2 separate regions of the Mus musculus genome follow, and region 2 is linked to region 1. The links are chromatin contacts, called in public promoter capture Hi-C maps. All regions are on one chromosome and are shown on one strand. The core of a region is the stretch at or near the end of the contact, and the rest is flanking DNA. Distances in the headings are between cores, read along the strand shown.

Region 1 (6,434 bases), core at 1,802-4,301:
CCGTTCAATCATCCATCTACCCATCCACCCACCCATTCATCTCTCCACCCATCGGTCCACCCACTTACCCATGTATACATACATTTAACTATCCACCCACACATTTATCCATCCTCCCATCAGCCCACCTACCTACCCACTTATTCATCCATCTACCCACTCATGCACTCTTGCATGAACTTGCCTACTTATTCATGCATCTACCCATCCACCCATCCACTCATCTATCCACCCACCTACCCACTTATTCATCCATCTACACATCTACCCACCCACCCACCCACTATTCACCAATTTACCTATGTACCAACCACCTACTCTACCCATCTACCCATCCACCCACCTACTACTCATCCATGAATCCATCCATTCATGCATGCACATATCCATGCATGTGTGTATCCATCCATCTATTCACCTACATGTTTATCCATCCATCCATCCATCCATCCATCCATCCATCCATCTACTCACTTACTCACCTATCCACCTGTTTATTCATTCAGTAAAGTTTTATTATATAGCCAGTTTTATGGTATTTATTTCCAAAAATACAAAGATGGCTTGGCATATTCTCTGTCCCTAAGCATCTCACTGCCTATGCTGGAGACAAGCCTAATTGCAAATAAAGCAATCTCAGGCACAATATAGCATTCACAAAAGAAGAGCAACCAAAGAGAGCCGTGGATTTGAGGAACAGAAGTCAGAAAGCCCTCTCAGGGTAAGCCATTTCACTACTCCCTGACACAGGGCAGGCCTGCTCCTCTGGCCCCGGGAGCTGAGACAAATCTTATTCTGGAAGATAAGTCAGTGAGTCAGTGCTCAGATACTGCCTCTGCTTCTAGGACCCACTTGGTGGCTCCAGTCTAGGGAGACAGGATTCCTGGAGAGGCTGGGTTCTCAGTTTAACAGCTTCATTGGAAATCTGTCTCAGGAACCTGAAGGACTTGGAGGTTGGCCCACCCTTCACCATCAGTGGCCACATGAGCAGCCCGGATGGTGGCTACATGAAGTTCTCCAATGACAGAGTCTGATGGAGCAGTGACTAGCTTCTGAAGGTCAGGTGAGTGGCAGGACAGAAGAACTGAGTGGGTCTCATGCCAGAGTAAGATCCTATATGGGTGCAGGCTGTGAAGCTTAGCGCCAAGGGCCACCCAGAGCACAGATGAATGGCTCAATCCCTCTACTCTTTCTTGAGAGAGTCAGGCCAGTTGAACCAGCATAGTAAAGCCCTCCCAAGCCACCTCTATTTTCAGTATCTCTTCTCCTTACACAGGAAAGGCTCCTGGGTCATCATGAGCTCCTCTGGCCTTCCTGGGCCCTGAAAGCCTGACTCGGCTGCAAGTAAGAAGAATAAGGGACCTTCACTGGGTCCTCTTCCAGCCCCCATGGAGTTAGGCCCCTACGGAAGAGCCTGACCAGGCTTAGCAGTCTTCTCATGGAATTCAGAGAAGCAACTATCCCCCAGGGTTAAAAACTGGATTTCAGGACACACCGAGCCTGTAGGAATTGCAAATATCCTGCAGACACAGTGCGACAATCACAGCCAGGCCAGCCTTCCTCCTGTCGAATGCAGCCCAGGGTGGAAATGGCCCAGAGACTCTACAGGGTAGATAGATGTTCATGTGGAATCTCCTGTCATTTCATTTTGTTAAGTTGCTACCTGGAGCTGGAGAGCCGATCATTTTCATTGGGGAGTCATGTGGTCAGAGGGGTGATTTCAGACATGTTATTTAACATTTCCATCTGTGGCCAACTTCCCTGAAGGTTGAACTAGGGTCTTTACTTTGCCCTTTCAGCGCTGTGTTTGGTTTGGGCCTTTTCCACGCTTCTTCCCTTTTGCTATCTCCCTCTGACTAGTTCTTCCTACAGTGACAAGGCTCAGTGCCCACCACACATGAGCAGAACAATCTAGAAACAGTGTCCCTGTTGTTTAGGCTCCCAACCTGGGGTGCCCACAGTGCCCAGGGTGGGATCTATTTTCCGTCTCTGCTGTCCTGCACCAAGCTGGCCCTATGTGGTAGAAAGCAGAGAGTTATGGAGCCATGGGAGGCGCCTGGTGGAGGCTGACCAAAGCAGCTAAGGACAAGGACTGTAGAACACTTTACCTCCGAAGCCGTGGCTTCTTGCTCTGCCTGTGACCCACTGGACTGAAGGCAGCGGGTACCAGTTTTAGTTCAGCCGGTATTCAGCCGATATTTGGTATAAAGCAGTTCCATCCAGAGATGCTTCACTCCTTGAAGCAGTAGTAAATGGAGAAAGCCTTAAGGAGCCTGTGTTGGTCAGGCCTGTCACTGGATCAACCAGCCCCAGTTCTAAGCTAAAAGATGCTGAGGCCAAAACAGAGACAGGAAGGGGAGGGCTGGCCATTATTTTTCTGTCCTTCCCCTCATTTTTGCTGAGGCCCCTGTGTTTTGTGTTTCTTATTTTGCTTCTTGTTCTCTCTTTGGCCTATAGCAGACTGTGGAGGAAGGAATGCTCCAGGCCTGGCGGATCCTTCCTGCTTCCTGCCAGGGGTGGGAGTCTTTTTCTTCCCAGCTCAGTGGGCCTTGGACACAGCACACCAAGCCTTAGGATTTGGAAGCCTTTGACTGGGGTTTCTTCCCTGAGCTGTTGAGTATGAAGAGGGACTCTTCATGGCTTTGGACCTCTCCCCCTTTCTCAGAGAACTCTTGGATGTGATGGAGAAAGAGAATACTCTTGCCTTTGGCTTCCTTCTTCCTTGGATACCCAGCTCTGCAAGCTGGACCCCACTTCTGAACTCACAGGTTCTGTGATCCCAATAACACCTGTAACTCTGCCCTGGTTGGCATGGCCTGTAGGACCCACTGGGTCCCCTGGGAATGCTCAGGACTCAGGAGACTTGTTGGATACTTGAAAAGAGAATGAGCCTTGAACCCCAGGTAGGCTTGGGCCCAGGTTGTGTGGCTTCAGGTGAGGACAGGGACATCTGCTGAGGATGGGAGAATAGTGGGTATTTCCCATGCTCAGAAGCAGAAGCGAGAGCACATTGCTTCCTCTTTCTGAGGCCACTGACGTGCTCCGTGTCCCTTCCGCACCCCCTTGCTTTCCTTACTTCCGCAGGCCCATGGTGAAGCAGTTTTCTTCACTCCAGACAGTGGCTACACCCTAGGAGTGAAGGGGCAGATTACAGCTTTCTCAGACTAACTAGAAACCAAGCAACAGGCCGCTAAGGCTGGGCACTGACTGGGCACTCCAATCCTTGGCTGTACTAGGGCCTACCCATTGCTCCTCTACCCTTCATCCCATCTCCTGCTCCATCCCACTGGAGAGCCTGCTGTGCCAAGGGCTACTAGCTACAGTTTCTATATTACCCTGTTCCTCTAAATGTCCTTCCCAGGGCTGTGCCCAACCTGGAATGTCCTCTTCTCCTGCACCCACAATCCTGTCCATGCCCAAACACTGTGAATTTTATGTCCCGTCTTTCCTGACACTCACCTCAGGACTCAAGACACCATTTTTTGTTTTGGTTTGTTTTGGTTTGGTTTGTTTTGTTTTGGTTCTTTTGAGACAGGGTTTCTCTGTGTAGTCCTGGCTGTCCTGGAACTCACTCTGTAGACAGGCTGGCCTCGAACTCAGAAATCCACCTGCCTCTGCCTCCCAAGTGCTGGGATTAAAGGCGTCTGCCACCACTGCCTGGCTGACACCATTCATTTTGACCCCCATGTAGATAGCAGGTTTCCTCCACATATCCTGTTCCCCAACCTGGAAGAGCTAAGGGGCAGCAGCTCTCTGATCCCCAGCTTCCAAGATACTGGCTCTTCCCTCCAGTGAGCTGCTAATCGCCCCACAGTGATGGATGGGGCTTTCAGGGCTCAGGCCTCCCAGGCTTGATCTCAGCTCTGAGCTTCTGCCTTGCCCACTTCCCAGTCCTTGTTTACTTTTATTCTCTGATCTCCAAGTCATCCCTTCCTGCCACTCTTCCTCCTGGCTCACAGTTCACATTTCCCAGGAGCCTTCTTCAAGACTTATGTCCCTTGTTCTCATCTGATTTTACTTAGAAACACTCTCTGGCTCACACATCTTCATTCATTTTCTCTGCTCCTCCAGGTACTGGGCTGTCTCCATGGGGAATCCAGTATCTCTGGAGATTAACCTGATCTCTCCTTTCTCACAAGCATTTCTAGCAGGCCAAGTTGGGCTTTACATCTCTTCTAAGTCCCCTGTTGTGCCTTACATACACTTAGGTGTACATGTATGTGTTCACGTAGGCAGGAACTACTCAGGAAACTAAGCAAAAGGATTCTTCATCCTCTTGAGGGCATCTTGCTCCAAGCCTGGTTCATGCCTGCTGCTCTCAAAACCAACACTTGTCATCTTTCCTCCTTCCCCCTCCTTAGCCACACCCTCCCATGCTTGTGGTGTGATCAGACACTTTTCTAGACAAGGGCACACAGAGATGGAAAGCTTTTCTACCAAGGGACAACCTAAGTCATGTTCAAAGCCATAGCATCTCTGTTGAGACTTCCTCGCCTTGCCCCAAGCCAGTGACAGTAGATAGGGTCAGGTGACAGGACCCAGGAGAAGTTTATGACGCCCCTCCTATGCTCCAGGGCTTAAGAAGGACAACACAACAGTAGATGGGAGTATCATTATTTTATTTTTAAAACTGCTTAGTGTGCAAAAGCCAATGCAAAACAGGAAGCCAGTGGCCTGGTGAATTCTCACATTTTGGGGACCAGAAGTGAAAATGTTCTGTCTGCTCAGAGGAACAGCAAACCAACAAAACAATGTGGGAGTGCAGTGCTGGAGACCAAAGCCTTGGTGGTCCCTGCCCTTCTCACTCACCCATTCACCCCATCCACCCTGCTTCTGCGGAACCATGGGCTTGGCTTCCATTCCCTAAAGCCTTGGATAGGTCTTCCCGTGCATAAGCAGAGGGCTGCTGGGAGAAAGGTGGGTGGAAATGGAAGAAGTCCCTCCTCTTCTATTTTAAGCCTGACTCTTCTCCCTAAAGATCATGGGATGAGGCTCCCTGGGCCCCAGGGACCTTGTTTGTGTAAGGTTGCCATTTAGCCTTGAGAACTTTGAGGCTTCCAGCTATGAAGATATTTCACAGTGGGTAACTTCAGTTCCACCATGCAGGGGTGAGAGTGTCAGAGAGGTGAATGGACAGTCTGTGTGTGTCTGTGTGTCTGTGTGTCTGTATGTGTGTGTATGTGTCTGTGTCTGTGCATCTGTGTGTGTGTGTGTGAGCGAGCGAGTGTGCACATCATGCAGAATTGAGCCAACCGGTAGGATCATGTCTAGTTGCCTGTCTCGGGAGGTTTGGTGTTGTGGTACCCAATGAATGTTTGCCCAAAGAGCAGGTGAATGCACCTGAATGTTTTCATTCACCCCTTCACCTCAGTTTCCTGGTTGTACTCTCTTTTCTTCCGTCTCACGTTTGGTCTGCAGCCCTAAGTCCTACACTATATAGGAGCTGTAGGGTGAAGAAAGTGGGAAAGGGAATAATCATAGGTCCATGTGACTAAGCAGAGAGCATAGCAAACCAGAAAGCAAGCTGCCAGTAACCTCTCTCTCTCTCTCTCTCTCTCTCTCTCTCTCTCTCTCTCTCTCTCTCTCCTAGGTTCAGAGTGATGTCTCCCAAGCACCTGGTCTGCTCAGACTTCTGTGACCATCATAATCATCTCGATGCTTCTTGAACTGCTTTCACCTGCATTCAAATGCTTCTTTGACATGAATGGAAAAGTTCTACCCAGTCATGCGTTCATTTATTCACCATTTATAGGGTGCTCATCACCATGCACTAGCGTTGGCTGGGTGTAGAGGGCACAGAGGTAAATCAAGAGGTGTTTCTGCCATCAATGAGCTGGAATGAATGCCAGGTAAAGAACCTTCAATGAGACGTCATAGGGAACTAGTGAAAACAGACAAGTTCCAAGACTACTCTCTCTCTGTGACAGATGAGAAGACCGAGGTATAGATCCATGTGCAAAGAGCTAATCATACCTAGCATCTGGAGAAGCACTCTTTCCATTCCCTGAGGCTGCCCTTGAGGTCTCTCCAGCCCAAGAGCTTTGCTATGGTAGTCAGTTAGCCCGAGTGAACAGACATCACATGCTTGCCCTATCTCCACGCCCTCCACTCCATACAAGGCTCCACAGCACCGGCCCTATTCCCTGTGCTGACTCTTTGCTGGCCTTAGATCCTGGGATCTCACCTTGTATTGGCTGTCATAGACTCCATGTCTGAGGCTTCCCACATCCACCTAGCATAATTAATATACCACATTCTTTACCTCTTTCCAGTGAGTCCAGCAGGTGCGTACCCAGCAGCCACAAGGTATTCCACACCGTGGCAGCTGCATGGGGCACCAAGAGTGACACATAGTGACAGGCCACATGTTGGAAGCACACACAGGGTCTGAGTGGCTCAGAGGGGCTCTCCAGAGGGCACTTTGGCAGCCTTGA
Region 2 (6,434 bases), core at 1,767-4,266, 120 kb after region 1:
GAGCTGCCCTCTCCTGGGTGACAGCGCGCATAGGAAGGTGGTGAGCGGTTACACTGCAGTAGTTGGCGAGGGGAAGTTCGCCCTTTCTGTGGGTCTCTCTTGGAGAGGTATGGGTTAGGAGGGCCAGGGTAACTGAGAATTCTGGCAATCCCACACCCCTTTAATTGTCCATATGATCCCCACATGGGGATCTTCTCTGGAATGGCTACTTCTGGCATAGCTCATAGACCTAGTTACATGGCTTAGAGTGGGTGGATTTTCTAGCACGGAGCAGTCTGTGACCCACTCAACAGTGTATTGCTCCAATGAGCCTGGCACTGGGTCTTCCCATGGCTCTAGATGTGGGTACTCTCATGTGCTTCCCTCATCCTTAGTGAGTGTGTCTATGTGTTATCTGTGTGTGTGAGACTCCCTTCCCCCCCAAACACACCCATGCTGTTTAGAAACCAATCTGTTCTGGTGTGCTGTCCTGCCTCAGCTGCCCCTTTCCTCAGGCTTCCAGAGAAGCAATTGCGTAGCAAAGATCCAAGCTCTTTACCCAGCCTTCTAAACCCTGACTGTGAACTCTTTAGGAACCTTCTGAGCCAGCCTTTCCCAAATTCTTTTCATAGCAATTTTTGTATCCCCTCAGTGGCTTCCCATGGCCCTGGAGACAAAAGCTGAAATTGCCCAGGAACTGCCCGGCTGCCAAGCCTGGCATCTGTGTCCTTCCCTAGCCTGTCTCCTCTGCACTCTGCCACACCGGGAGCAATTCCCACACTCTGCAGTCCGCTTCAGGGCCTTTGCACGCACACATCGCTTCTGTTCCACTGTTGGCATCATTTCCCAAGCCTGCTTTGCACCTCAGTTGTTTCTTTCAGCGCATCTCCTTAGCACTCCCCGACTCTCCAGCTTGCTTTGCAAATGTTACATTCTCGGGGCTCTGAACCATTTGATCAAAATCCTTTTCACCCCTTATCTATAAAGGACAATGTTGTATCTAAAGAGCTTGACCTAGGGCTCAGGGAAGAGTCACGCCTCACATCCGTGTGTTGAAAGAATGGGGCAGCTGGTGACCTCTTTTAACCCGTGGACACATTTATCGCAGGAACCAGATGTGTTTCTTTACTCCCTAGAAGGGAGATGTGACTTTCCCAGGGCAAGGCTATGTGTTGCTTTGTAGCAGAAACCCCCAAATTCCACCTGGATAAACAAGAAAGGTTATTTGAGAGGCTGGCCCTGGCCAGTCCTCACAGACTGGATTCCACTCTCCTCCATAGCCAGGACTATCAGCAGCATCAGACACAGGCCCGGAAGTAGCTTGGCCATGTTCTCTGGCAGGAGACAGGCTGAACCAACAGGTGGTTGGGCTTAGAAGTTCTGACCCGTCAGCCTATCCTTTCCCAAACTGGCCTGTAAAGCCTGAGCTGGCAACCACTTACAAGGAGCGACTCCAACAGACAACTTAGAGGTGGGAAATGTCAGGACTCAAGGGCACTGGGAGGGAGGACCAATCTGCTTGCCCAGGACAGGGAACTAGTAAGCAGTGTGGTTTCATTTCTCCCACCCACAGCAAGTGGAAAGGGACAGGAGATTACAGTCCTCAGCTTACAGAGGAAAAGTTTGGGACAGAAGGTCAGGCCGCTGTCTGGAGCCACGTGGATTGGCAAGACTTGAGCCAGACTTTGATAAAAGGGTTTTAACTGTCACAGGAACCCTAGTGATTATGAAACTGGGCCAGGGTGGAGTCTTTTCAGCCCAAGGTCCTATGCTTAAGGGGTCAAACTATCCTCTACAGACTCCCCTTAAGCAAGGTAACCCAGTTTCTTCCTGGTAGCCATTGATGGCTTCTCTGCCAGTTCTAGGGCAACCTTGACTTCCCATCTGTTTTTTTGCCTTGGCCTTTGAGACTGGACCATTTGTTAAAGTGATTCAACCAAGCTGAAAGGCCACAGAATTATCAAGTTTGTTTGTTTGCTTCCTCTTCTTCCTCTTTCAACTCTTCTTCCTTTTCCTCTGAAAAGGGAAGATTTTCATGCCCTGAAACAAGATTTCTCTATGTATCCCTGGCTGTCCTAGAACTCTCTCTTTAGACCAGACTGGCCTCAAATCCAGAGATTCACCTGTCTCTGCCTCCCAAGTGTTGGGATTAAAAGAGTTGTTCTCCTCCTCCTCCTCCTCCTCCTCCTCCTCCTCTTCCTTCTTCTTCTTCACAAATGAGTAACTGTCCTGGTGCTGTGGTGCTGGAGAGGCAGGGCTGGGCTCTTGCTAGTAGAGCCCATTATTTCTGGGGTAGGGGTTGTCAGGAAAGCCTCGTGATAAGACCTAGAATTGGCTGATGCCAGCTGCTCTCCTCAATGCTTCAGCACAGGGTAGGCCAGCCTCCCTACAGCATCCCTTCAGTTGGCTAATTAGAACAGCCTTCCCCACTACAGAGCTTCCTGGATACCAACCTGCTGGGGGTGGTGGGGTGGGGTGGGGTGACCTCTGTCCATTCTTGCAAGCTCTTCTATCATTACTTAGAGTTAGTCAATGGAACCCTTGCTGGGAGTTAGTCTCACCTCCCTTTCCTAGATTAGGGAAAGGAACACTCCATATATGAGTGTTCATACTGATGCTACAGGTAGGATTGCAGAGCTAGGATGTAAATCTTTAAATTAATTTGTCACCTCGAATTTTGACTCTTAGTGACTAGGCTGGGGAGAGCTACTCTTAAAGCCTTCCGGAGTTAGGGATGGAGATGGGTGTCTTGAAAACGGGCTTCTGGGCAGCAAAACCCTGGTTCATGTGAGGGTCTTGTCCCCACAGCCCACCAGCTCTATTTGCAAACAACACTCCACCTAACTCTGGCTCCCATTCATGCTAATTGCGAACACAGCCAATGAACGCAGGTTGCAGGTGGCTGATGCTCCGTTGTTTCCTATTTTTCTGCCTTTCTCCCCTGATTTTCCTATTTCCGAAAAACACCAGCCCTGTCACGGTGTTGGTCTGGCTCATTTCCTACCCTCACCAAAGGGGGGGAGAATCAAAAAGCAACAGCTGCTGGCAAATCCGCTCCGGCGCTGGGCGCCTCCTCCGCGCGTCTCCTGTTGCTTCTTCAAGCCTCACTTCCCTTTGCGAAGAGCTCGCAGAGAGAAGGGCGCGGGCGACATCACAGGGGTCTGCAAGGGGACCCAGAAGCCAGTGGACGAGGGCGACCGGGGAGGCCAACCAGTCAGCCCCCTCTGGGAGGCGGGAAAGCTGCAAGCCGCGCCCACCGCCCTGCCCCCAGCGCGCCACTCCCGGCTGCTTGGACTCTGCTAGTCCTTCTGGGATCCGCTCGGAGGGGACCCAACGCCTAGGTGAGCAGCAAGGGAGGTGGGCAAAGTTGGCACCTTCTTCCGAGTGGAGGAGGCTTGGGTGGGGATCCGTCACTCTAGCGCCAGGTTCCTCCGAGTCTTGTTTGTTTCAGTGGGTGTGTGCCCAGGTCCCTGCCTGGGCGGCGGGAAATGGATTTGGAGATGTAAACAAGTAGATGAGCTTCCAAAAGCTAAGGATACCGGGATGGGGTTGCAGGCAATGGCGGTGGGCGATGCTGGTGGCTGGAAAATGCTTTTGAGGCTGCCCTGAGCTTGCATCAGGAGCTCCAGAAGGATAGAGGACCCTTTAGCAGGGGAGCTTCCCTTTGTTACTCGGAAGCGGGAGACCCTGCGGGGAATGGAGATGCGAGGACCCGGGAATGAAGGAATGTGAATGTGGACACATGGGCCACACAAAATGGAAATTTGCTGGCTTGGTGCTTGTGGGGTGTGGGCGTGGGCTCCGGGAGTGGCGAAGAGGCCCTGTAGACGGCGTTGGGGTTCGAGGATGAGGGGATTCATCTGACTGCATTGCCTTCTTTTGGTCTGTCCAGCTCGATTTTCTTTCCAGGGCTGCTAGTACCCTATCTCCATCGTTCCCAACCGGGGCTGGCCCTGGCGGAGCCTCCCCGCTTTATGTCTGCCCAGGGCTTTTCTGTAGAGTTGGTTGAGAGACTGGGTCTCTGGGCGTCTGCTCCTAGGAGCAGTCAGGTTGGAAATACCGGCCCACCCAAGCTGCCACCAACCTCCAGACCCAGAGGTTGTGATGCCTGGAGGCTTGGCTCCATCAATGTACCCTCTGTCTTTATTTCCTTTGTCTAACCTGTCTTCCCGCGCTACTGGAATTGGGATTTCTACCTTTGTAGTGGGACCAGTGGGCATCTCAGCCCTCTCAAGGACCCTTGGCACTAGTGTTCTGACTGCCCTCATATTGTAGATGTATGAATGTGTGTATCTGTTTTCCAACTTGGCCTTTTGCACGTGACCTGTCTCATGGTTGCCATGGAAACCCCTCCAGTTCAACCTCCCTCAGATTTCTGCCCATTCCTCACCTCCAATTGCCTCCCCTCCCCCCAATATGGTTGCTTAGATACTGGTTACCCTTTGCTTTTTAAAGGAGGACACCCTATGTCTGGCTCCCGTTCTAAACTGCCTGGCCCTTTACCCATCCCACCACCACAAGCACCACAAACACAAGTGCTCACACATTACACACAATATCGTCACAGCCTCACATACCTGTCAACCCTCACAGCCCTTTAGCATAGTGGACACACATAACATACACATTTATATCACATGAACACCAAGTAACACATCATGAAACCACAACACATCAAGCCAAAGACACCAAATGCACAGCCCACCACATAAACGGCAAATATATCCCGCACCCTACACACCACATACACACCAACTACACCACACACATACGACACCCACACCAAATAGACGACCTGCATCCCGTCCCACATACACAGTAACTGTACCAACCGTCCTACATACACAGTAACTGTACCAACTGTCCTACATACACAGTAACTGTACCAAATGCATGTTACTTATACTCAGCCCTCACTCTGTGTGTGCATGCAGGGACTCCACCTGTAACACAAACTGACACATACATGTACACACGCATGTACATGCACACACACACACACACACACACACACACACACACACACACACCAGGCTGGGTGAGGCTAAGCAGACAGAGAGTGCTTTCCTTCCTGTTCAGCCTTATTCTGGATACTTAGAGTATCAAGAAGGAGTAGCCCAGAAGGGAACCTCTGACTTCTCCCAGGGACCTTACAGGAAAAAGCCAAAGAAAAGCTCCCAAACCATCCTAGGAGAGAAACCCCTCTGCTAGGTGCCAGACTCCAGGGCCATGGCTGGGCACAAACCAGGATTTAAGTCTCTCCAGGCTGTGTTCTTCCTTCCTTGACACCCATGGTCCTTTCTGAACAGAGGAGGCTCTGTGGAAGGGAGGGAAGCCTGTTATGAGAACACAAGAGGGCAGAGAGAAGGAACAGGGATCAAAGATATATGTGTGTGTGAGAGAGAGAGAGACAGAGACATAGAAAGACAGAGAGACAGAGACAGAAAGAAGGAGAAAGAGAGACAGAGAGAGGAGACAGTGACACAGAGTGATAGAGATAAAGAGAGGGAGAGAGAAGAGCCAAAGAAATGCCAAACAGGGTTCTCAGCTGTGTGTGGAGTTCTGGTCTACCCCAGTCCCAGTTTTCCTGCTTCTTGCTTGCCCCTCCAGTCATTTTCATGCCTCTAGGAGAGCAAGCCAAGGGCTGCTGAGTTGCCAGGACACTATCAAGACTTATCCTCAGGTGGCTGGAACTTGAGGGAAGAGTTTCCCTCTGGGTTCCATTTGACCTTTGGACTGTTGGAGAACCCATTTTGTTCAGTTATTGAATGGTTTTGAGCACCTACTGTATGCTAACTTCTGGGAACGTGACAGTGAAGAAGAAGACACCGTCCTCAGAGCCTGAGAAAGAATTAGGTCAGGACATGGGTGGGGAAACTGAGTCAAAGCCCCATAAGCAGCAGTGGCAGAGGCCTATGTCCTTAGGCAAGATCTTAGATTCCACACTGCTCAGCCCGTACCTCTTTCCTTGGCGTCTATCAATCCATTGGAAATTGGGACGTCCCTTCCAAAGTGACCTTGTAGATGTGTTGGAAGATGTTGCAAGGAGAGATGAGAAGGGTGCCCTGGGAAAGCAGAAGTCACATGAGACAGAGCCTGGGGCCCACAAAAAGTCAGGTTCTAGCTCCTTGGCTCACACCTGAGCGCTGTGCTCCCCAAGAACAAATGCATTTATTCTACAAATATCCTGTTGGACACACCACAGGTCTCTTGGTGCAACCTAAAAATGGCTTTGTCTGTGCTCAAGTAACCTGAGGCCTCCAAGATCTTAGGCGTTTGTTTCCAGATTGGTCCATGGGGGATTTAGTTATGATTTCTAAGCCACATCCTTCCCTTAAATGTGTGTGGGTTCTAGAATCTTGAAAAAGATCGATTTCCTCTTAGGTACCAATGTGTGTGAGGAATTGGGGTGGGGTGTGGCTAAAGCGAGCTGGAAAAGGACTGTCTGACCACTC

Evidence for each region. Promoter capture Hi-C pulls out the DNA fragments that hold promoters and counts their contacts.
Region 2: a contact with region 1 is called in a promoter capture Hi-C map of hematopoietic stem and progenitor cells, with 2.9 times the contacts expected there. The contact joins the promoter of Fxyd6 here to the enhancer-like site in region 1. A contact is called at or near these places in 6 of 39 promoter capture datasets (the 3T3-L1 cell line, hematopoietic stem and progenitor cells, liver and 2 more), 1 of 15 datasets of contacts at CTCF or cohesin (CD8 T cells), 4 of 484 Hi-C or Micro-C datasets (the G1E-ER4 cell line, bone marrow-derived macrophages, embryonic cerebral cortex and 1 more), 10 of 115 datasets of contacts at active chromatin or transcription factors (CD8 T cells, bone marrow-derived dendritic cells, double positive thymocytes and 6 more) and 2 of 9 other capture datasets (adipose tissue and liver).

Annotation. Positions count from the first base shown.
Region 1 is chr9:45,243,225-45,249,658 of GRCm38.p6, forward strand. BC049352 (cDNA sequence BC049352) reads left to right here. Exons shown (of 5, transcript NM_001198971.1): 4 at 935-1,063; 5 at 5,591-6,434. The coding sequence ends at 1,034. Among named protein-coding and RNA genes, the nearest start is that of Mir7086, 20 kb to the right of the region's middle. Within about 2 kb of position 3,052, at least 110 of the 459 cell types and tissues checked have an H3K27ac peak or open chromatin away from gene starts, as enhancers often do. A contact at or near this core is called in CD8 T cells, adipose tissue, bone marrow-derived dendritic cells and 4 more, where this site is marked.
Region 2 is chr9:45,367,169-45,373,602 of GRCm38.p6, forward strand. It overlaps Fxyd6 (FXYD domain-containing ion transport regulator 6), which reads left to right and starts at 3,017. Exons shown (of 8, transcript NM_022004.6): 1 at 3,017-3,320.